2 separate regions of the Zea mays genome follow, and region 1 is linked to region 2. The links are chromatin contacts, called in public Hi-C maps. All regions are on one chromosome and are shown on one strand. Each heading gives the region's core, a stretch centred on a gene start, on an enhancer-like site or on the middle of the called end of the contact. The rest is flanking DNA. Distances are from core to core; before and after follow the strand shown.

Evidence for each region. A called contact is a pair of places that touch in the nucleus more often than the background predicts.
Region 1: a Hi-C map of ear shows a contact between it and region 2, with 2.4 times the contacts expected there. The contact joins the promoter of LOC100382448 here to the promoter of LOC103651575 in region 2. A contact is called at or near these places in 3 of 25 Hi-C or Micro-C datasets (ear, leaf and tassel) and 1 of 3 datasets of contacts at active chromatin or transcription factors (leaf).

What each region holds. Positions count from the first base shown.
Region 1 is chr3:229,187,535-229,192,863 of Zm-B73-REFERENCE-NAM-5.0, forward strand. LOC100382448 reads left to right here and starts at 1,430. Exons shown (of 9, transcript NM_001175189.1): 1 at 1,430-1,812; 2 at 1,969-2,105; 3 at 2,190-2,284; 4 at 2,386-3,410; 5 at 3,619-3,779; 6 at 4,149-4,225; 7 at 4,315-4,462; 8 at 4,666-4,815; 9 at 4,909-5,329. The coding sequence starts at 1,584. The coding sequence ends at 5,139.
Region 2 is chr3:228,966,548-228,971,910 of Zm-B73-REFERENCE-NAM-5.0, forward strand. LOC103651575 (chlorophyll a-b binding protein of LHCII type 1) reads left to right here and starts at 1,948. Exons shown (of 1, transcript NM_001397177.1): 1 at 1,948-2,961. The coding sequence starts at 2,005. The coding sequence ends at 2,799.

The sequences.
Region 1 (5,329 bases), core at 180-2,679, 220 kb after region 2:
CCCTGGGATCCAGCGGCTGCAACAAACAGAAGCAGCAGCACTGGAGATAAAGCTCTTGGTGGACCACGTCCACGAGGACCATGTCACTGTCCACTGCACACACACAGAGCGCGCGCGGGACCGCACAGGCGCACACCCGCCACGAGTCCTCTCTGATCCTGCCAGGCGGTCCCCAGCTAGGACAGCCTGCTCGCTCGGCCCACGACCACGAGGGCACCCTGGGCAGCATTTACTCCCCGGCCGTCCGATTGGAAACCGACGGGAGTTGCTCTCTGGGCCCAGCTACCGGTTTTTAAATGCGTTTCACCATCCAGAGAGTGGCATAGCTAGTATATTGGGAAAGACGGAAGGGCGAAGATGGTACTTCCGCGGTCGACGGCAATGGGGGCTGTGCGCTGTGGTGGTGGTCGTGGAGTCAGGAGGTGGAAGAGGTAGTACAAGTTAGCGCGGAGCCATGAGGTTTTAATTGCAATCGGCGCACTTGTCTCTTTAATGGCCACTGCTTCCAACGCCTCTGTCCCGGCTTCCACGCGTTCGCAGTGAGGGCTAGGGTTTCCCCGCGTCCCGTCGCCGTCGCCGTCGCTCTGCAAGGTGGAGAGGGTGCTGCACTGCTGCTGCCGTCGGTGGCGGTTGGAGGCTGGAGCTCGTTCGTCGCTGTCGCTTCCCCGGTGAGTCCGTTCCCCTTCGCGGCCTCTGGTTTCCGGTTATTCGAGGGCGGGACGCGATTTCGCCCGCTCGTATTGGGAGCTGAAGAAATTGGACGGTTTTGTCTCCCCCCGTTTTCGCACTTGGTACTATATATCATTCGGGTTATTTATGGAAGGAAATGCGAGTCGAATCCAGCGCTGCGTTTTTTGGGGGCCGCCGGGGGTTTCCTTGACGGGAGAAATTTCGATTCCGGTTTTGGTTCCTCTCCCACATGGAGAGTCCAATTCTAAGGCACGAAGCGCGGCGAGATCTGCGAGGACTGGAATAGTTTGTGACGGCGATTCCTGCGGCGTGCCTGCAATCGTGTGGGCGGACGAGGCTGCACTGCACTGTGTCAATCTTTTCCCGGCTACAGTGGCGGCGAGGACACTCACAGCACAGGCGCCGCGCAGGGCAGCGGAGCGGTGGCGCCCGCTCCCATCTGCGGCCGCCCATAAATGCTGCGATCTTTCTCTCAATCCGCGGCCTCGGGTCGGGTCGGGTCGGGACCCAGCCCAACACTTTGAACTGGGGAAACGGCCGCCTCCTTTTTTAACGCAATCATCTCTACCGGGCGTGTTGCTCGCCTTTTTGCTTCCGCTCCGCCTGCCAAGCAGGCCCGGCGTCCAACTCTGGTGGCAACTGCCAGGGCAGCCCGGTACTCGCTCGATCGCTCGGCTCCCCGTTGGCATTAAAGCCCCCGACGCGGTTGTTGTGTTGTACTGTTGTTTGTACTAGGCGAGCATCACTTCCACTTGCTTTATACTTGCTTTCGCTTGCTGCTTCATGGTCATGGGTCTTGGGTCTTTGGTTGTTGAGTTATTTGCTTCCGCAATTGGGCTTCTGGCTTAGAGCTTCTGGATTTGTAGGCATTACTGGTTGTCTTGAAGAAGAAGATGATGGTGGGCTCTTCCCGCCACCAGCTGCTGCAGAGGAAGGGGAAGTCCGTGGCTGACAAGGGCGCCGCCGCCGCCGCCGCCACTGTGGCGGCAGAGAAGGTGGTGGTCGCGGTGAGGGCAGCCACGAGGGAGATCTCCAAGACGGCCATCATCTGGGCGCTCACGCATGTCGTGCAGCCAGGCGGAAGCATCATACTTCTTGTCGTCATCCCGGCACACAGCTCTGGTATTGTTTCTGGTTTTAGCTTTCCTGTTTGGTACATCAGGATATCAACGAGTGCTCATGTGCTCCAAATCCATGGTTTTTATCGCCTAGTGTTGTTAATGTTTCTCTGGTTTTGCAGTAGTTGCCTGAAAGTATCTGCACGCCTCTCTATTTCAGGCAGAAAGTTCTGGGGCTTTCCGCTGTTCGCTGGAGACTGTGCAAGTGGCCATAAGTCTATGTTGGATCAGAAATGTGATTTATCAGAGTTGTGTTCTCAAATGTTGAAGAAAATTGATGTGTATGACATAGACAAGGTTTGGAGCTGGGGCTAATGCCCGTTTACATCTTCAATAAAATTGTTGTATACTTGTGTGCTTAATTTATTGTTGTTTCTGCAGATAAATGTGAGGTATAAGCTTGTTTCCGGCTCTCCTTCTGGTGTTGTAGCTGCTGAGTGCAAGCAAGCACAGGCAAGCTGGGTTGTGCTAGACAAGTATGGTCAACTGCTAAATCAGTAGTTTCTTGAATACATCCTACGTTCTTTCATTGTTATTTTTGCTTAATAAATTTTATGTTGCTGCTGCTGCTGCTCAGGGATTTGAAGCATGAGGAGAAGCGTTGTGTGGAGGAGCTTCAGTGCAACATTGTTGTTATGAAGCGATCTCAGCCTAAAGTCCTTCGACTTAATCTTGTGGGATCTCCTGATAAAGAGTCTAAAGCAACATGTGCAGTTCCACCTGTGCTAGATGGTTCTACCAGTAAAATTGCAACTGATGTTAAGGAAGCACGGAGTTCAATTCGAGGACCTGTTGTAACCCCAAATAGCAGCCCAGACCTGGAGACACCTTTCGGAAGTACTGAAGCGGGAACTTCCTCTGTCTCGAGTTCAGACCCTGGGACATCTCCGTTTTCTGCTTCTGAAACAAATGGTTCTCTGAAGAAAGAGGTGCAACAAACAAAGGATAAAATTCAGCATTCAGATGCTAATATTTCTGATTCAGACAGTGAAACATTGAGCCCTCCAGCAAATTTCTCACTTCAGCCATGGATGTCTGATATTCTACAGGGACCAGCATCGTCAAGATCACTTGGAAAAGTTCCACGAAAAAATCGCACTGCAACTGCAGATGTTTTGTTGGAAAAGTTTTCCAAGCTGGATCTCCTGAATGAAATTAATGCTATGAGAAGCAGGTCAGACTTAAACTTCCGAGGAGATGTCAGGGATGTTGTTTTGTTGGCAAGGAATGCACCTCCTGGACCACCTCCGCTTTGTTCAATATGTCAGCACAAGGCACCTGTTTTTGGAAAGCCTCCTCGCTGGTTTAGTTATGCTGAACTGGAACTTGCAACTGGTGGTTTCTCACAAGCAAACTTCTTAGCTGAAGGTGGATTTGGGTCTGTTCATCGAGGTGTCCTTCCTGATGGCCAGGCTATTGCTGTTAAGCAACACAAGCTTGCTAGTTCCCAGGGTGATGTTGAGTTCTGCTCAGAGGTGGAAGTTCTTAGTTGTGCACAACATCGAAATGTTGTAATGCTGATAGGTTTTTGCGTTGAGGACAGAAGGCGTTTATTGGTTTACGAGTACATCTGCAATAGATCTTTGGATTCACATCTCTATGGTAAGACCGTTTTCTCGGTAGGATTTATGTACATAAACCATTAGTTTGGTCATGGCACATGCTGTCTTCAAGTTCTTGATGCACTTAACAACTTTGTATTCCTGATTCTTCTCTCTCTGTTTCACTTTTTTTGTACCAAGGGTCCTGCGAGCCTAGTGATGTTGACATATATCTGTCCTGTTAAGCTATTTTTTGAAATATCATTCAGGTCATAATCGAGAAACATTGGAGTGGACTGCACGACAAAAGATTGCAGTTGGTGCTGCTCGTGGGCTGCGGTACCTTCACGAGGAATGTAGGGTTGGCTGCATAATCCATCGTGACATGAGACCAAACAACATCCTTGTCACACATGATTTCGAACCACTGGTATAGTCCTACTTTGCTGATTGTGGTGTAGTAAAGTTTACCATTTGCTCGTGTCTTTGGCATTAGGAACCTTTCCATATAGGTTAAGGTTTCTGTATTGGATGCAATAATCAGGCACTGGTGGTAGACTATTTGTTTCCATTAAACATTTATGGCGATGTTTGGAGTCTTTCTTATGGAGGTCAATCTATCATATTCTTTGCTATTACAGTTTGCATGATAGGATGGCCTTATCTAAAGCAGATTTTCTTTGGAGCGATGCTTATCTATCTGCTGATCTCTGCTAGCCATTCAATATTTTTTTTGTGGTTCCTGTTGAAGTATTAATTTCATATTATGGTTGTAAGTTCCATAATGATTGCCCGACAGGTTGGAGATTTCGGCCTGGCGCGATGGCAACCCGATGGAGACATGGGCGTTGAAACAAGAGTTATCGGCACATTCGGGTGGGTTTTAATACTATTCTATGAATATTTTCATCATAGGCAATTAAACTTTTGAGTTTAGCTAACGACAGCTTTATTACTGTCTGCAGCTATCTGGCTCCTGAATATGCACAGAGTGGGCAAATAACAGAGAAGGCTGATGTATACTCTTTCGGGGTTGTGTTAGTGGAACTTGTCACTGGGCGGAAGGCTGTTGACATTAACCGACCAAAGGGTCAGCAGTTACTAACTGAATGGGTGAGTTACATATTCGATCCTCATTTCTCCTTAGTCAAGCCTTTTTTTTGGATGGCTTAGAGCTTAAGACATTTTGCTTCACAGTCACAGTAATGACTAATGATTCATATGGTTCGTGGAACTCCACTCTGGTCGCAGATAGTTTTTTCTGTTCTATATAAGCTACAGTTTTGTGTTGAACTTGCAAGATTTGGATTGTACAGGCACGCCCATTCTTGGAGGAGTATGCAATTGACGAGCTCATAGACCCACGACTCGGAGAGCGCTACTCTGAAAATGAGGTGTACTGCATGCTGCACGCGGCAAACTTGTGCATAAGACGCGACCCACATTCAAGGCCTCGCATGTCCCATGTTAGTGATAAAAACTAAAATTTTTACGTCTCCATATCCATTGACAAAGCTAGATTGCATCTATGCTTACGCCTTCTATCTTTTGAATAAAAGGTTCTTCGCATTCTTGAGGGTGACATGGTCGTGGAATCTGGTGGTTCTGTTACTGGCAGTAGTGATTCTGGGAGCAGAAGCTGGAGGATGCTGAACGAACAGCAACATTGCCAGGAGTACAGTAGCCCGGCTCAACAAGAGTCGCAAAGGGCAGGCGAGGGGAAACGCTCCTACAGTGCCTTGAGGGCCTCTTGGGACCGAGACAAGCAGAGTATCTCCAACAGATATTAGTGCCGTCTCATAATGCAGTGCAGCTGAGATTGTTTAGTCCTGTATTATTCCTTCGCCCTACCTCCCGGTCTCAATTTTTTTTGGCTTGCTCTTTTGTCTTCACTTCGTAGCAATTTGTAGGCCGAAAGCTTTTGCTGATACATTGCCCTGGTGTATAGTAGAAATGGGTAATTTCCTATATTACAAAGCC
Region 2 (5,363 bases), core at 698-3,197:
GGTGGACCAAGCGATAGATAGTTGTCGTTCGGACCTGCCTACACTAAAATAGTGTGCGGAGTAGCATACGGTACGGCTGCAGCAAAATTCTGGGTTAGAGTAACGCAATGTCTGGTGGCGTAAGCCATTGAGTCCACCTGTGCGGACAGCCTTAGATAGTTAGATGTGGAGCAGGGATGACACTCAGACTATCCCCGCGGCAAAAAAAAATTATAGACCCTCACAAACGCTTGCGAAAGACATTTTTTTTCGTCGCCATTTAAATTATAATTAAAACATACATCCATAATTATTAATGCAAAACATTTTCACTTATAAATATTGTTAGATGTAAGAAATAATTATGTGTATATTAAAATAAACATATTTATACAATGATTAATCTCTTGACAAATTAATTAATTATTTTTATCATTAATTAGTATACGAAAACATCGTTACGTACAGGTTTAACAGGTCTCCGCGGAAAACGGAGACGAGGATTGCTTCCTGTCTCTATACTCGTTTAGGGATGAATTTTCTTTATTTATATCCTTGTGCGAAAAAACTTCTCTATCAACATCCTATAATAGAAAAAATCCGCACGGAGAATTGGACACGGGGCTCCATTGCTATCTGTAATGTGGAGGGAGCTCGCAAATCCCGCGGTGAGGCCCATCATCTCAACGGTCTCGCTAGAGTTCACACATGTGATTGACGGGTTGAAGTAGGCCAAACAGCTTGTACGGTAGTTCGCCTTTGTAGCTCTCATTCGTCAACTGCTCAATGGCCCAGCTCCAACAGTCCATAATGGCAAAGGATTGTGTTTAGATTTGCCTTTTTCTTCAAAAAAAAAAACTCCTAAAAATTGCAATTCTACAGGAAGGACAACACTCCACGTTCATAGATTACGCACAATCAACACACTCATTGGAAGAAACCCAAACAGTCTAGATATGTTTCTCTTTTGGTTCTTGAGTTGACAAGTGGCATGCTATTTTTGCTCATGTGAGAAAAAATATAGCACCGTTTGTTTCGTTGAAATTGAATTGCATCCCAATAATCATAATTTAGACATAAACCAACTAAGTTAATATATTTGTATATGTAAATATGTTATCCTAAATTATAATTATATGAGAGAGATAGTTATACATTACAATTATGATATAGAGAAGCAAATAGAAGAGTGTGCTATAAGTTGTACATTGTAAAAGTAGTATGCAAATTTATAGAATTAATTTTTATCTTTCACCTCATAAATTTAAGATACACTTATATATAAACTTTGAAAAGTTGTAAAATATCATATTCTAAAAAAAATAGACTATTCTATTAGTTAGATTCCAATTCCTTAAAATAAAAGAAAATAAATGGGCTTAAGGGCTAGTTTGGTGGGCAGGTGGAGGCGATCAATGGCGGATGAATCCTCTCGATATTCAATTGAGGGGGTTCATCCCATGAATCTCTCTATTTACATGTCCACCAAACAAGATTAAATGCAATGATACATAGCTTTTGTGCATATTTTTTTTTAACGGAGATGCAAAACAGTATACAAGATGTGTGTATGTTCCCATGCGACCCATCTTGTATCCAGTTCATGCGTCTGGTGGTTGAACCAGAAAGATACACATGATCCATTTCGATGAATCAACACAAAAGACTTCATTGATTATGCATTTGACAAATAGCAAGAAGCGCGGGGCAACAAAGCCCATCCTATCTCATCCATTTTTTCCCACGATGGCAAGTGGCAGCTCCTGATTAGCTACGCCCATTCCTATGCTATGTGGCACACCCCAGGATTCTTGTGTGATAGGCCATTGGGGCCCACGAGGAGCCACGTCAGACGCCAAGCCACCCCGGCGAGACCAACCAGCCAATCGCAGTTCAGGAAAAGATGACCTGCTATCCAAACCCAACTGTATAAAAGGCAGCTGCTGTGTTCTGTTATGACACAGCCATCACACGCATACTGCATACACAACACAGAGCATCAGAAGGAGCTACGATCTGATCGACATGGCTGCCGCCACCATGGCTATCACCTCCCGCGCGCTCGTCGGCAAGCCGGCGGCTGGCACGAGGGACGTCTTCGGCGAGGGCCGCATCACCATGCGCAAGACCGCCGCCAAGCCCAAGCCGGCGGCCTCCGGCAGCCCCTGGTACGGTGCCGACCGCGTCCTGTACCTGGGCCCGCTGTCCGGCTCACCTCCGAGCTACCTGACCGGCGAGTTCCCCGGCGACTACGGGTGGGACACCGCGGGGCTGTCGGCGGACCCGGAGACCTTCGCCAAGAACCGCGAGCTGGAGGTGATCCACTGCCGCTGGGCCATGCTCGGCGCGCTCGGGTGCGTGTTCCCGGAGCTGCTCGCCCGCAACGGCGTCAAGTTCGGCGAGGCGGTGTGGTTCAAGGCGGGCTCCCAGATCTTCAGCGAGGGCGGGCTCGACTACCTCGGCAACCCGAGCCTTGTCCACGCGCAGAGCATCCTGGCTATCTGGGCGTGCCAGGTGGTGCTCATGGGCGCCGTCGAGGGGTACCGCGTCGCCGGCGGCCCGCTCGGGGAGGTGGTCGACCCGCTGTACCCTGGCGGCAGCTTCGACCCGCTCGGGCTCGCCGACGACCCGGAGGCGTTCGCCGAGCTCAAGGTGAAGGAGATCAAGAACGGCCGCCTCGCCATGTTCTCCATGTTCGGCTTCTTCGTGCAGGCTATCGTCACCGGCAAGGGCCCCATCGAGAACCTCGCCGACCACCTCACCGACCCCGTCAACAACAACGCCTGGGCTTACGCCACCAACTTCGTCCCCGGCAAGTGAGCGAGGGCATGATGCTTGCATGCGTGTACCGTAGACGTACGTATTCCTACGTACTGCAGGTTGCACCAGTATTTGTGAAGGGAGCTTTGGGAGCCAGAGATTGTACCGCTAGTGTATTTGTATGCATGATGTGGAGCTGATCAATAAAATATGTTGTAAATATATTATGTCTTCATTTATGCATAATGTACATGATTGTTGTGAGCACGCCATGCATAAAATACATGGTCAACAAATAAAAAAGAACGGAGGGAATAGATTGCAAGCGTAGCTCATGCTGACAACGACAATTGGAGCCAAATTCACGTGAAGATATGTGAAAAACGATCTACTACATAAAACCCTAAACCCATGCATCCAGAAGATCAAAACTAAATTTATTGTTTGACAATGACTGAAATTGTCTCTGCTCGAGGCTGTAGTGTAAAACAGTATTTTACACGACCATATATACGACCTGCTGGAGCCAGTCTAGCCATATGCACGATCTGCTAGAGCTAGTCTGAAGAAGTGAAGTGACTACATATCCCCTCCAGCAGACATGGCCACTATTGAAGCCTAACGGTCACACTGACTGACTTGTAGCAACTTGTGGCACTTGAGAAGTTCTTACAATTACATCGATCTCAACAGTCACGTGAGTGGCAAGAGAAAATTACAACTGCATGCAACTACCTCTCTGCCCATCTGAACGGCACCACACGATGGAAATGGTAGCTCAACTGATGTAATATCATAAACGCATACCACATACCGGTGTTACTCCTTCAGAGCCTTCTTCAGGAGTCCTGATGGGTTTGCTTTGTGGACCTTGTATTTTGATTGTGTTATTGTTAGGAATAAGGTCTTTGGTGAAAGGTCCATATATTGACACAAATCATTGTCTAGGCATGCTTTGAGGGAAAAGGTCTAGATCAAAGTCAAAGCTTAAGAAAGTGAAACTCCTGGTTACGAAACAAACACGGAGCTTTGTATAAAGGAAAGGGGCCAAAGCTGGTAGAGAGCCCAAAGTGAAGCAAAGCTTCGGTGCCTCCGAGGTCGCGCTTCATAAAAGGGGGAGAAGAAGGTCTCTGGAGAGAGAGAGAGAGAAAGGCATGTTAGAGTTGAAAATGATATAATTGCACCCCCTTCAATTATGCAGGGTGATTGTGTAATAGAAAGGCTATGGTTATAATTTCATATGAAGATGTATACCGACAAGACCCTATATTGATAAAGCTTCGAAGATAGATAGATGAATCCTCTAAAGAGTTGTATCGCAAAGATCTACAACAAAGGCAAAAATAAGCAGATGCTAGAACATAAGCACTTCATTCAAGAGGACGCAAATTCCATTTACTAGAGCACATCTCCACTTTCAATGGACCTCCAAGCAACCCCTTGGCCTGCTATATATAAGACACCCCAACTTCCTTCGTATGATGGGAAATTAGACCCCGTCTTATGAGCTATGAAACCAACATTGCATCGTTCAGCAATAACACGGTGGTACTGGCTAAATCATTCATCATGGTTGTAAGAGACATAGCTCGAAACTGGTACGTATAATTTAAAATGAGGAGCACGCCAAACCACAACAAATAATCATCGTAAGTTTGTATTGATACAAGTTTATTGTATTAAGACCCAGCATAGATTGGTGTTAAATATGTTAAGTAACCCTAGTTAGGGTTATGTGGGCAAATACCGGCTTTGCCCTTGAGGGGTCTCACATCTCTATATAAGGAACATGTACACCCCTTCATATTATAGAGATCAGAAAGAGGCCAGAGGCCCAACCCTATATCTTGTGTCTCGTGTGTTTCCTCTGTCGTGCTTATAGGAAGGCAGACGGGTCTTCTACAGCTTCTTGCGTCTCTACTGCTGACGGAAGGGAAGGGAGCGGATCTGGTGATCTGTGGTAACGTAGTTCTCAATACGTTATCAGCACGCTCTACCTCAACGTTGCTGCGGGGTCAGATCTGCATCAACTCTTCGTCAAACCGGCAGGTCTCCCGGCCTCGCCGAACTGTCCTACGCGACAGGCTTCGGTTCCTCCAAATAGTATGTTTTTTTCAATAGTAGGTTGTATCTACTATTGGTGGTATTGTTCATATGGTATTGTTTATGTGGAAAATAATCGTTGTTGTGTGTCGCCGCCCTGCTCGATGTGACCTGCGTCTCTTGCTGCATGCCCGCATGCAACTTCTTCGTGGTAGTTGAGCATCTCTTGCTGCATGCCCGCATGCAACTTCTTTGTGGCCGTTGAAATAAAATATCACGCATGCGTCAAGTGGCTTTGGATCCTAATTCTGAGCGCCATGAAAAGAAAACAGTTGAACCATTTAATGGTTGTGACATCTGTATTCCGTGCTACGATATAAATAAATAACAAAGTTTGTGGCGGCTAGAAAGAAAGAAATAGGATTGTCATTTTCCCATAAGTTAATGTTGAATTAATCATCTTCCGTAAGATTTAATTTATATGCATGTTTCGTTAATTTATTCTAGTGATTTGGTGTTGCAAATAATAAATACAACATAACATGTTTTATATTGTTGTTTCTACCTTAAATAATTATTTT